Linked DNA regions of Pan troglodytes: all the other regions are linked to region 1. The links are chromatin contacts, called in public Hi-C maps. All regions are on one chromosome and are shown on one strand. Each heading gives the region's core, a stretch centred on a gene start, on an enhancer-like site or on the middle of the called end of the contact. The rest is flanking DNA. Distances are from core to core; before and after follow the strand shown. Region 1 holds the start of ENAH (ENAH actin regulator). Region 2 has its middle 55 kb from the start of LBR. Region 3 overlaps ENAH (ENAH actin regulator).

Region 1 (3,084 bases), core at 276-2,775:
CTCCGGGAGGAGGAGCAGGACCACGAGGAGGTGGGAGGCGGCGGCCGCCTGGGGACCAGCTCCGCGCCTCGGCCTCTCCGCCCCCTCCCCAGCCTTTCTCTCGCCCTCTTCTCCCACACTCCCGGCCGGCGCCTCGGCTTTGTGCGAGGAGATGGTGTAGCCCCCTGGCCGCCGAAGGAGGAGCCGGACACTTGTCTCCCGTCTCCGAGCTGCTCCCCACCCCTGGAGGAGAGACCCCCCTCGGCTCGGCGCCTTCTGCGTCTCCCGGCTGGTGGGGAAGCCTCTGCGCCGCCGGCACCATGAGGTGAGGGGCGCGCGGGGCGGGGGCCGGGCGGGCCATTGTGCCGCGGGAGCCGCGACCCCCGTTCTCCTCGGACCCCGCCTTCCCTCTCCCGGCCCGGCGCGTCTCCCCTGGTCTCCGGTCTGTTCCTCCCCCTTCCCCCTTTTGTCCCTTCCAATTTCTCTTTCTTTCTTGGAAACCTCCCCAACCCGTGTGGTTTGGGGGTCTCGCTTCATCGTTCTCTCATTTTTCCTCAAATGCTCTTCTTTCACCCAGGATTTCCCTTCCTAAATTTAATTTGCGCCTAGCTCCCTCCCCCAAGCCTTTGCAAGCGAAACCCGGGAGATGGGGAGGGGTTCGAGAATCGAAGCGTGCGTGTTGCTGGGAAACAGGTATTTTTTCGTATATATGTAAAAATTTCATGCACTTTTGCCTCCGAACTCTCGTGTTTAATTAAAAAAGGCAGAAAAGTTTGAAAGGTCTGAAATCTCTGCGGGTAATAAAGTGCCTCTGGTAGGGGTAGGTGAAGGAGCTGTGAAAGGCGAAATTTCACGATGGTGGGGGAAGGGAAAGAATTGATTAGGTTCACGTGGTGGGGGCAGTAAAAGACTGGGATAAGTAAGTTGGTAGGGGTGTGTAAGCGGGGGCGGGGAAGGGATCTGTTTGGAAAAGCCTTTTCTCCCCTTTCTCTGTAGCAGCCTGTGTTGCATTGCAGCAGCTGCTTTTTCCCTTTGCTCTGTAATCAATAAAACAGGAGCTAAATTATTTTTGCGGCCCCGAAGAAGAGAATTGAATGTACTGTCGTAAAATATTTTTTTAATTGATACGATGAAACATATGGTGTGATATTTTTCTTTATTGTTTCTCAAATTGTGTAGGAGAATAAACCGTGATGTGGTGTGTCATTCATTGGAGATTTTTTTTCCAGCCTTTCCTAAACCTGTTTTGTGTCCATAACCTTCTCTTTTCGGATTGGTGCAAGACTTCGTGAGAAATGGGACTTGGTAGACTGAAGGCTGATCCATTCTGCGTTATCATCCTTAAAGGCCTTCCTTGTGGGTTAAACAATTGTGGATAAAGTAAATTACTCCATTTCTCTCTCCTGGAAGAGATAGTCTTACAGTTCATTTGGATTTGAATCTCCTTTGTGTTAAAGATTAATGGCCAACCGTTGCTAAGACCTTTATAATGTAATACAATGAGATTTGAATGATATAATCTACAAATTCCTTCGCTTTGGCAAGAAAATGTCATGTCATTGGAATTCTTTCTCAATTTCGGTAGTTTCCATTTTAAACTTTGCTTTTCATTTTTTTTTTCTATCAAGGTTAAACGTGTTTCCATTTTGCTTTTATATATATATTGTGATATATCTTTGTTGAATTTTTACTTAGGCTTACTGTGAATTTGAATTTTTTTCTCTGATTCCAAGTTACCTGTATTTATGATGGCCTTAAAGAGTGAGTTTAATGTGGTGTCTCTAGGCGACTGAACCCTTTTCCCTTGATGATTTCACACAAGTTATTTTCAAATATAAGCAATGAGTTTAAATAGTAATTATAGCATACAAACCAAAAAACACAATCTTTGTAAAATATGGCTTGAAAACTTTGAGTCATATGTTTGAGCATGACTTTTTTTTTTTTAATCAAGTTACTGATGTCCTTGAAAACTCAGGAACTATAATATACATACTGTTATATCTTGTAATATTATATGTTGTTGGTTTCTGTTTTAGAGATCTAATGCCGTAGGGATCTTGCAGACCAGAAGTTATCAGTTGTTTCAAACTTTGGATAAACTTATCTTAACATTGAGAAACATAAAACAGGGAAAGTTTTTTTTTTTTTTTTTTTTTTTTTAAAGATGCAGTCTTGCTCTCTTGCCCAGGCTGGAGTGCAGTGGCGCGATCTCGGCTCACTGCAACCTCCGCCTCCTGGGTTCAAGCGATTCTCCTGCCTCAGCCTCCCAAGTAGCTGGGATTACAGGCGCGTATCACCACGCCCGGCTAATTTTTTGTATTTTTAGTAGAGACAGGGTTTCACCATGTTAGCCAGGATGGTCTCCATCTCCGGACCTCGTGATCCACCAGCTTCGGCCTCCCAAAGTTCTGGGATTACAGGCGTGAGCCACGGTGCCTGGCCAAAAGTGGGTTATTTTTAAATAAAAACAGGAGTAGTTGTCTAATTCAAAGATTGTGAACTAAAAAAAAGTTACCGTTTTGGGTATTCAGTGAAGTTTAATCACTGTCATGTATAGATGTCAGTCTGTCACAGGTAAATTATGTCTTCATTTGAAAATTCCTTTTCTAATAAAAAGTAACTTCTGTTTTTCAAGCTCTTTTCTTGCTCTGTTCCTTATGAAGTGTAGAGAGAGAGGAACCACGCTGATGTTTTCCAGTAACGTAAATATAGAACTTGGTACACAGATCTGAAAAGTTTATTTAAGCAGTCTACAGTAATTCTTCGTAGGCTAATTTTGAATAAGAGCAGGAAAGAGGGTCAGCTTTTCACTTTGGAAGGAACTGGATTATTTGGCAGGTGGTTAGGTAGTACTTAGATTTGCTTAGATACCTGTAAAAGTGAGATTGGTATGGGATAAAACGTTCTTGTGCTGCTTGCAAAAGTCTTTGGAATATTCTTTGAGATATTTTGGTGCTTAGGAAGTGCTTTTCAGGTTATATTAATATATGCTTAGTCTTCATGCTTTCAAGTCCTGTGGGACATTAATGTTAGTCTTTTAAGTTGAGTCCTTTTGGGTTATATTAAGAGGTAGTTCTGATGTTTCAAAGGCCATCCAGAAAT
Region 2 (3,084 bases), core at 239-2,738, 160 kb after region 1:
AATAGCGTTGGTGGGTCACAGCGTATGCCTGCATTCAGCTTCAGTAGATCCTGACCCACTTCTAAACGTGCCTAGCAGTGCTGGAGCCATTTATGGGCATGTCAGCTGGCGGGGCTGCGAGCCTCCCTCCATCGCCTCCCTCCATCGTAGCTCCCTTCTGTGAATGGCCCCACGGGCAGCACAGGGAACAATCCAACGAAAGAACCGAACCTGCCTTGGACAGCTAACTAACTGCGGTCTCATTCTGTTTCCCTGAAACATGGAATTAAGTTTCAAATACAACTTTCCTTCCCTCTTAACAACAATATTATTCATGTCTACATTTATTGTAAGCATTTACCTAGAAGATAAGGCCTATTTCCTCCAATAAGGTGAGTTTATACTCAATGAAATTAATTTTTTTTAGTTCATTTAGCATTGCTTCTTAACAAGTTGCCAATTGATGGATCAGACATTTCTTCCTGACCTGCAGATTATAAAATGGTCTCACTCTCAGGGCACAAGAAGCAAGAGCACATACCCAAAGGCCAAGGAAGTGGCTGCCTTCTTTGTTTTTCCCTAAATGATGTCCTCTAGAGAAATTCCCGCAGCCCCATTATGAGATGGGAATTTGCTTGATTAAAGGAGATGATTCCACTTTCTGTCTAGTAATCTGGGGCATGAAGTGGATGGTTAGATACAAATCTCCAGTGTTAAGTACCAATAATTTTTGTCAGTATGAAAAAAGTGGCTGGGTGCAGTGGCTCATGCCTGTAATCCCAGCACTTTGGGAGGCCAAGGTGGACGGATCACCTGAGGTCAGGAGTTTGAGACTAGCCTGGCCAACATAGCGAAACCCCATGGACGGATCACCTGAAGTCAGGAGTTTGAGACTATCCTGGCCAACATGGTGAAACCCCATCTCTGCTAAAAATAATACAAAAATTATCAGGGTGTTGTGGTGGGCGCTTGTAATCCCAGCTACTCAGGAGGCTGAGGCAGGAGAATCGCTTGAGCCCGGGAGGCGGAGGTTGCAATGAGCTGAGATCATGCCACTGCACTCCAGCCTGGGCAACAGAACGAGATTCTATCTCAAAAAAAAAAAAGTGCTTTTCTTTTTAAAACTGTAATTAGAGATGTAGTCTTGCTATGTTGTCCAGGCTGGTCTCAAGCAATCCTCCTGTTCTGGCTTCCCAAAGTGTTGGGATTACAGGCATGAGCCACTGCCAAAGATTATTTATTATTATTATTACTTAACTGGGAGCTGTTCAAGTCCCAAAGCCCTCTAGCTCTCCTAAGTTTTCAAAAAAAGGGAAAAGACTTTTCCCACATAATATCAATCCCATGTGTCAGATTATCTTGTAAATGTTGAGACGTGTTGGTCAGCAAGGGTCCAGAAGCTGTGAGTGTGCACAGCAGGTGGAAATGGAAGGGGAATTTGTTTTTGCCTTGCAGATCTCCTGTCCTGACTCAACACTTAATGGCACAGTGTCTCCGGTGCTTTCTTGAAACCTGGTGATGTGAACAAAGAATAAAAATAGCTGCTTGAAATGCCTCCAAATGAGCAAATGCAGGCATTGTTGGAATTCCAAATTTCAGAGCTGCTTTCCGGAATCCTCGTGGATTAACGTAGCAGGAGTGGGTACTGAACAGCAAGGATGGGGCTGGAACTGTAAACTCAAAAAGCATGATTATAAAAGGGGCATGTCAAAGGGCCAAGGATCGCAGAACGATCAGAGTTCATAATTTGGGGTAACCATAGAAATCATTAGCTCCAGCCCTGCCAGACAGCGACGGCTCAAAGAGGCAGCTGGTCAGAGTTGGTGCCTCATTCCCCCGCCGGTCCCCCTGCCCTGCCAAATCTCACTTAGAGAAAGCTCTAAGTGTGGGGAGGATGGAGGGTAATTGGAATTCAGACAGGAGCCAGTTCCAAGTAATTTGTAAATTATGTGAATGAGCTTGAAAAGATTTTACCCAAGATGGTAGATCAGCTTAACGTTCTCTTCCCATAATAACCCCCATCACAAATACACAAGGGCCTCAACACCCAGATATGAATGGAATGACACTTCTTTCCCTAGAATTGTAAGGCAAGGGAGAGGGAGAAGCATTTACTTGCCTCTAAAATGGAGCCCTGGTCCCTAAGTCCATGTGTGTTTAGGGGGAGGCAGACAAGTAGATCAGTGAACAATTTGTCTTAAATTGGTTTACAAAACAAAAATTACAATGTGAGTGTAATAAATTATACAGAATGGTATACAAACAGATGGGGAAATAATGTCAGCTGCTTGGTGGTGATGGAGAAGTCAATTCACCTGGAATTAACAGACGAGCTGTTAAGAATGAGCAGGTGTTCTTGGGCATCAGAGGGGCAAAGGTATTTCTGGCAGAGCAACGAGCAGTTTGCAGGTGTGAGAGTGCATGGGCTGTTCTGCAACAGGCCCCGTAAATGGGCGAGGTTGGAAGACGAGCCGTGGGGTGGAGGCAAGACAGGAGGTGAGCTGGAGAGGTTGGGAAAGAATTGGAAACATTTTGCTCTGTCCTCTGAAATCCCGGCACATGCCACATTAGACTGCATGGTTTCTAGGGAGCTTCAGAGGTCCTAATGAACGTTTTAGTCTGATTTTAAAAAGAAAACGATTTTAAGGTTCTGGCACAGAAGACATAAAAATGTGTGACATACTCCCTGTCTGCCAGAAAGCACGTTCTTCTGCACATTTAGAATGTAGAAAATATAACCCTTTAAAAAACCACCAATACAAATTGTTTTTAAGTATTCCAGAGGGAAAATAAAAATAATATATTGGCCCCTTTAGGAAACAGAACGGCCTCTCATTTCCTGGACAGTTGTTGAGAGTAGCCGTGCCAGTGCTACCTGGATTCATGGATGTGCCACACGGTGATCAGGTTCTGTGATCTGTCACGCTATGGGTGCAGGAAATAAACCCACTGGCTTGATGCTTTCCTGAGTCCGTGTCAAGCGAGTACAAGTGGGAGACATTCAGGGTAGGAGTAACTGGTATTACAGGAGCACCTGGGCTTAGATGGCAGGTTGCGTCCAGCCATAAATAACACCTGACTTAAAGCAGCTTATGTAAATAACAG
Region 3 (3,084 bases), core at 290-2,789, 140 kb after region 1:
GCACAGGTTTTGTGTGTGTGTCATATATATAAAATCAAAAAGGGCAGGGCCTGTTTTGTCGCTTGTTTCATTCCGTTTTTAAACTGACATTGTGTCAGGCACCTGAAGTGAAAGGTACAGGTCCTAAGCCCAAAAAAACTCATGGTACAGCTGGGAAGATGAGACACACAGGTGTGAAGTTAACCTTTTTACAACCACTTGTTGAATACTAAGTAGTGTGTCACAGAGGGAGGAAATGACACATAGAGTCACCTGAGTCATCTTTGTAGAGAAAAGTGACATCTTAGTATTCCTTGAAGAGTATTTAGTTTGGCTGAAAGTGAGGGGAAGGTGTGATATTTCAGGATATAAGTATAGCATGAGCAAGGTATGGAGTTGGAGATGAGCAAGAAGAGATTAGGAAATACGAAATACACTAGAACGGGGAATTCTTTTTGAGGAGTATTGTAGGGAAAAGGTTGAAAATATGAGTTAGAAACAAAAATGTTGAGAGCCTTTTATAAAATTATCAAGAGTTTAGACTTTATCCTGCAAGTACTGAGTTCAGTGGACATTTAATCCACTGAAACTGTTTGAGGCACATTAAAATGGCACTTGTGGTTTTCCCATTGAAACTAGGGAGGATTGAGATAGGCAGACCAATTAGGAAGCTCTATACGCATGCCAGTAAAGATCCTCTGAAGGGAACCCAGCCTTGCCCCTCCTGAAACACACCCGAGCTCCTTAGAGAGAAGAGGCCCTTGCTTCTCAGCTTCCACAGGGCCAGCTGAACCAGATGAGCCCTTTTAAGACTAAAAGATAGTTTTGGTTTGGCTGATTGAGAAAGGACTTCAGCCAGCTGCTAAAAGGTAGCACTTGCTACATCTTAACCACTTTGGAATTACTCCCTCATCCTTCCACCCACCTCCTCTTTAGTGACAGTGTCCGATGACCGTTCCCTTCCCTGTCCCGGTGTCCCTCAGTTTCATTCAGGACTTCCCTTTTTTCACCCGCTTGGGCTGGTGTCACTTGGATATGTTTCTGATTCGGCCTGTCCCAAACCCCATCCGATTATTTGATCTTCCTGGTCAAGTGTGGAACTTGACACCACTGTGGCGTTCATTGAGAGACTGTGTTAGCTGTTAGAATACAAAAGAAGGAATATAAAAAAGAAGGAATTTGGTTGATGAGGAGTCAAGCAAGATCAATAATGACTTTAAGGTTTCACATCTAATGCCTTCATGCAACAAGAAATCCAGAAGCAAAAGCAGGGCTTCATGGAAGAGTGTGAGTTTATTTTTGCGTTAAGTGTACTTTGAAGAGACCGTAAGCTACCTGAGAATGTGCAAAAGCCAGTTGAGGAGCTGCATTGGAACTCAGAGCAGTTTTAGTTAAAACTATACAATGAGATCACAATTCATGAATAGACTTCATTCTCCTGTGGCCCAAATTCTTTCCTCCATGAGAAGATTCCACTTCTGATTTTACCCAGTCATGTAGTGAGGCCAGTGACAGCATCAGTGAGTCAGCCCAGATTAGAAAAACAATTCAAGCACAATAGACAGCCAACTAGTGAGTCACTGACTACATAGTGTCTTTTGTAATAAGAGCTTAGAGCGAGCTTGTTTATATTTAACTGGAATAATCGGCTAAGGCCCAAGAATTAATTGTTTAAGAATCAAGGAAGTACAATAGAATTTCAGGATTCTGATATTTATTTTGAGTTGTTCCTATTTTTTTCCCCAAGAGGGACTATTTGGATTTAGTTTAAATGTTGAAATACATGAACATATTATAAGTTATACTTACTGTTTTTATCATTGGCACTAAAAAATAATTTAAAACAGTGTCAGTAATACTATTCCATTTTAATTAATTGAACTATCCTAATTTTAAAATTATCCTACTTTATTCTTACTGTCCTTTCTTTATTAGAGAAACTCCTTACTATCCTAAGGTTATAGAATCATAATATTTTAGACTTAACAATGTAAGTTTTCCTTGGAAACTTACTGTACTAGCTTATAATTTCTTCTCATTTTAAGGTCTGGCATTGTGCAAATTAGAGTCCTTACAGATTTCAATTAAAGTTTAGAATTTAAATTTTTATTTATATTACTACTATGTAAACAGGTATAATGAGATTTAGTATTTTGTTATTTGTTTTATAATAACTCTGGAAGCATATATTTAATAGCTTTTGTTTTTTATTTTTAAAGAACCGACAAGAAAACCTTGGGAAAGAACAAATACAATGAATGGCAGCAAGTCACCTGTTATTTCCAGGTATCAATTTTTTTCTCTAAGTTTTATATTTTATTTGTATAAAAAAAGAAATTAATGCATTCTTAGTGTAGAAAAAAATTGAATGGTAAGAAATTATACAGAGGAGCCCATAAAACTCTCGTGATCCTCCTAGTATTGGACAACCACCAAGCCTCATTATATATTACTCATCTACATTACTAGTGATTGATAAATTCTACCCACATTTATTAACCAGATGATCTGAGATTTTAAGATAGCTTTGTCTTTCCCAATTTGTATTTTGAAAAATTCAAAACTACAGAAAAATTAAAAGGATAGTACAGTGAGTATGCGTATACCCATTTCCTAGGTTTAACAGTTGTCAACATTTTGCCCCACTTGTCTTAACTATCTACCTATCCACACTTTTTTCCCCTCTGATTAGTTTGAAAGCAATTCACAAATAAGAACTGTTTCACCCTAAATACTTCAGTGTTTTTTGGAAGAACCAGGACATCTGCTATGTAACCACAATACCATTATTACTCTCAAGAAATTTAACATTAAACAATAATATTATCTACCATAGTATATAGTCACATTTCCCCATTAGTCCCAGTGACATAGATTTTATATATATATATATTTATTTATGTATATATATAATTTTTGGAGCCTTTTTTAAACCTGAATATCAGCTGGAGAGAAAAGAGAGCAAAATAAAACATACATCTTTGAATTTGTAAAGTAGAAACATGTATTTCCTATCTCATTTGAAACTTGTAAGTGTAATCAAGTTAGAAAAGATAGTATCCAGAAACAAGGCTAGTTAATACTTGTTTCTACAAGTACATGTGG

What was found. A called contact is a pair of places that touch in the nucleus more often than the background predicts.
Region 2: a contact with region 1 is called in a Hi-C map of stem cell-derived neural progenitor cells, with 6 times the contacts expected there. The contact joins the enhancer-like site here to the promoter of ENAH in region 1. A contact is called at or near these places in 3 of 7 Hi-C or Micro-C datasets (induced pluripotent stem cells and stem cell-derived neural progenitor cells) and 1 of 1 datasets of contacts at active chromatin or transcription factors (stem cell-derived excitatory neurons).
Region 3: a contact with region 1 is called in a Hi-C map of stem cell-derived neural progenitor cells, with 2.2 times the contacts expected there. The contact joins the enhancer-like site here to the promoter of ENAH in region 1. A contact is called at or near these places in 1 of 7 Hi-C or Micro-C datasets (stem cell-derived neural progenitor cells) and 1 of 1 datasets of contacts at active chromatin or transcription factors (stem cell-derived excitatory neurons).

What each region holds. Positions count from the first base shown.
Region 1 is chr1:23,644,344-23,647,427 of NHGRI_mPanTro3-v2.0_pri, forward strand. It overlaps ENAH (ENAH actin regulator), which reads left to right and starts at 1,526. Exons shown (of 16, transcript NM_001328283.1): 1 at 1,526-1,560.
Region 2 is chr1:23,809,158-23,812,241 of NHGRI_mPanTro3-v2.0_pri, forward strand. No RefSeq gene overlaps it. Among named protein-coding and RNA genes, the nearest start is that of LBR, 55 kb to the right of the region's middle. Within about 2 kb of position 1,489, at least 4 of the 24 cell types and tissues checked have an H3K27ac peak or open chromatin away from gene starts, as enhancers often do. A contact at or near this core is called in stem cell-derived neural progenitor cells, where this site is marked.
Region 3 is chr1:23,783,247-23,786,330 of NHGRI_mPanTro3-v2.0_pri, forward strand. ENAH (ENAH actin regulator) reads left to right here. Exons shown (of 16, transcript NM_001328283.1): 13 at 2,199-2,265. Among named protein-coding and RNA genes, the nearest start is that of LBR, 81 kb to the right of the region's middle. Within about 2 kb of position 1,540, at least 12 of the 24 cell types and tissues checked have an H3K27ac peak or open chromatin away from gene starts, as enhancers often do. A contact at or near this core is called in stem cell-derived neural progenitor cells, where this site is marked.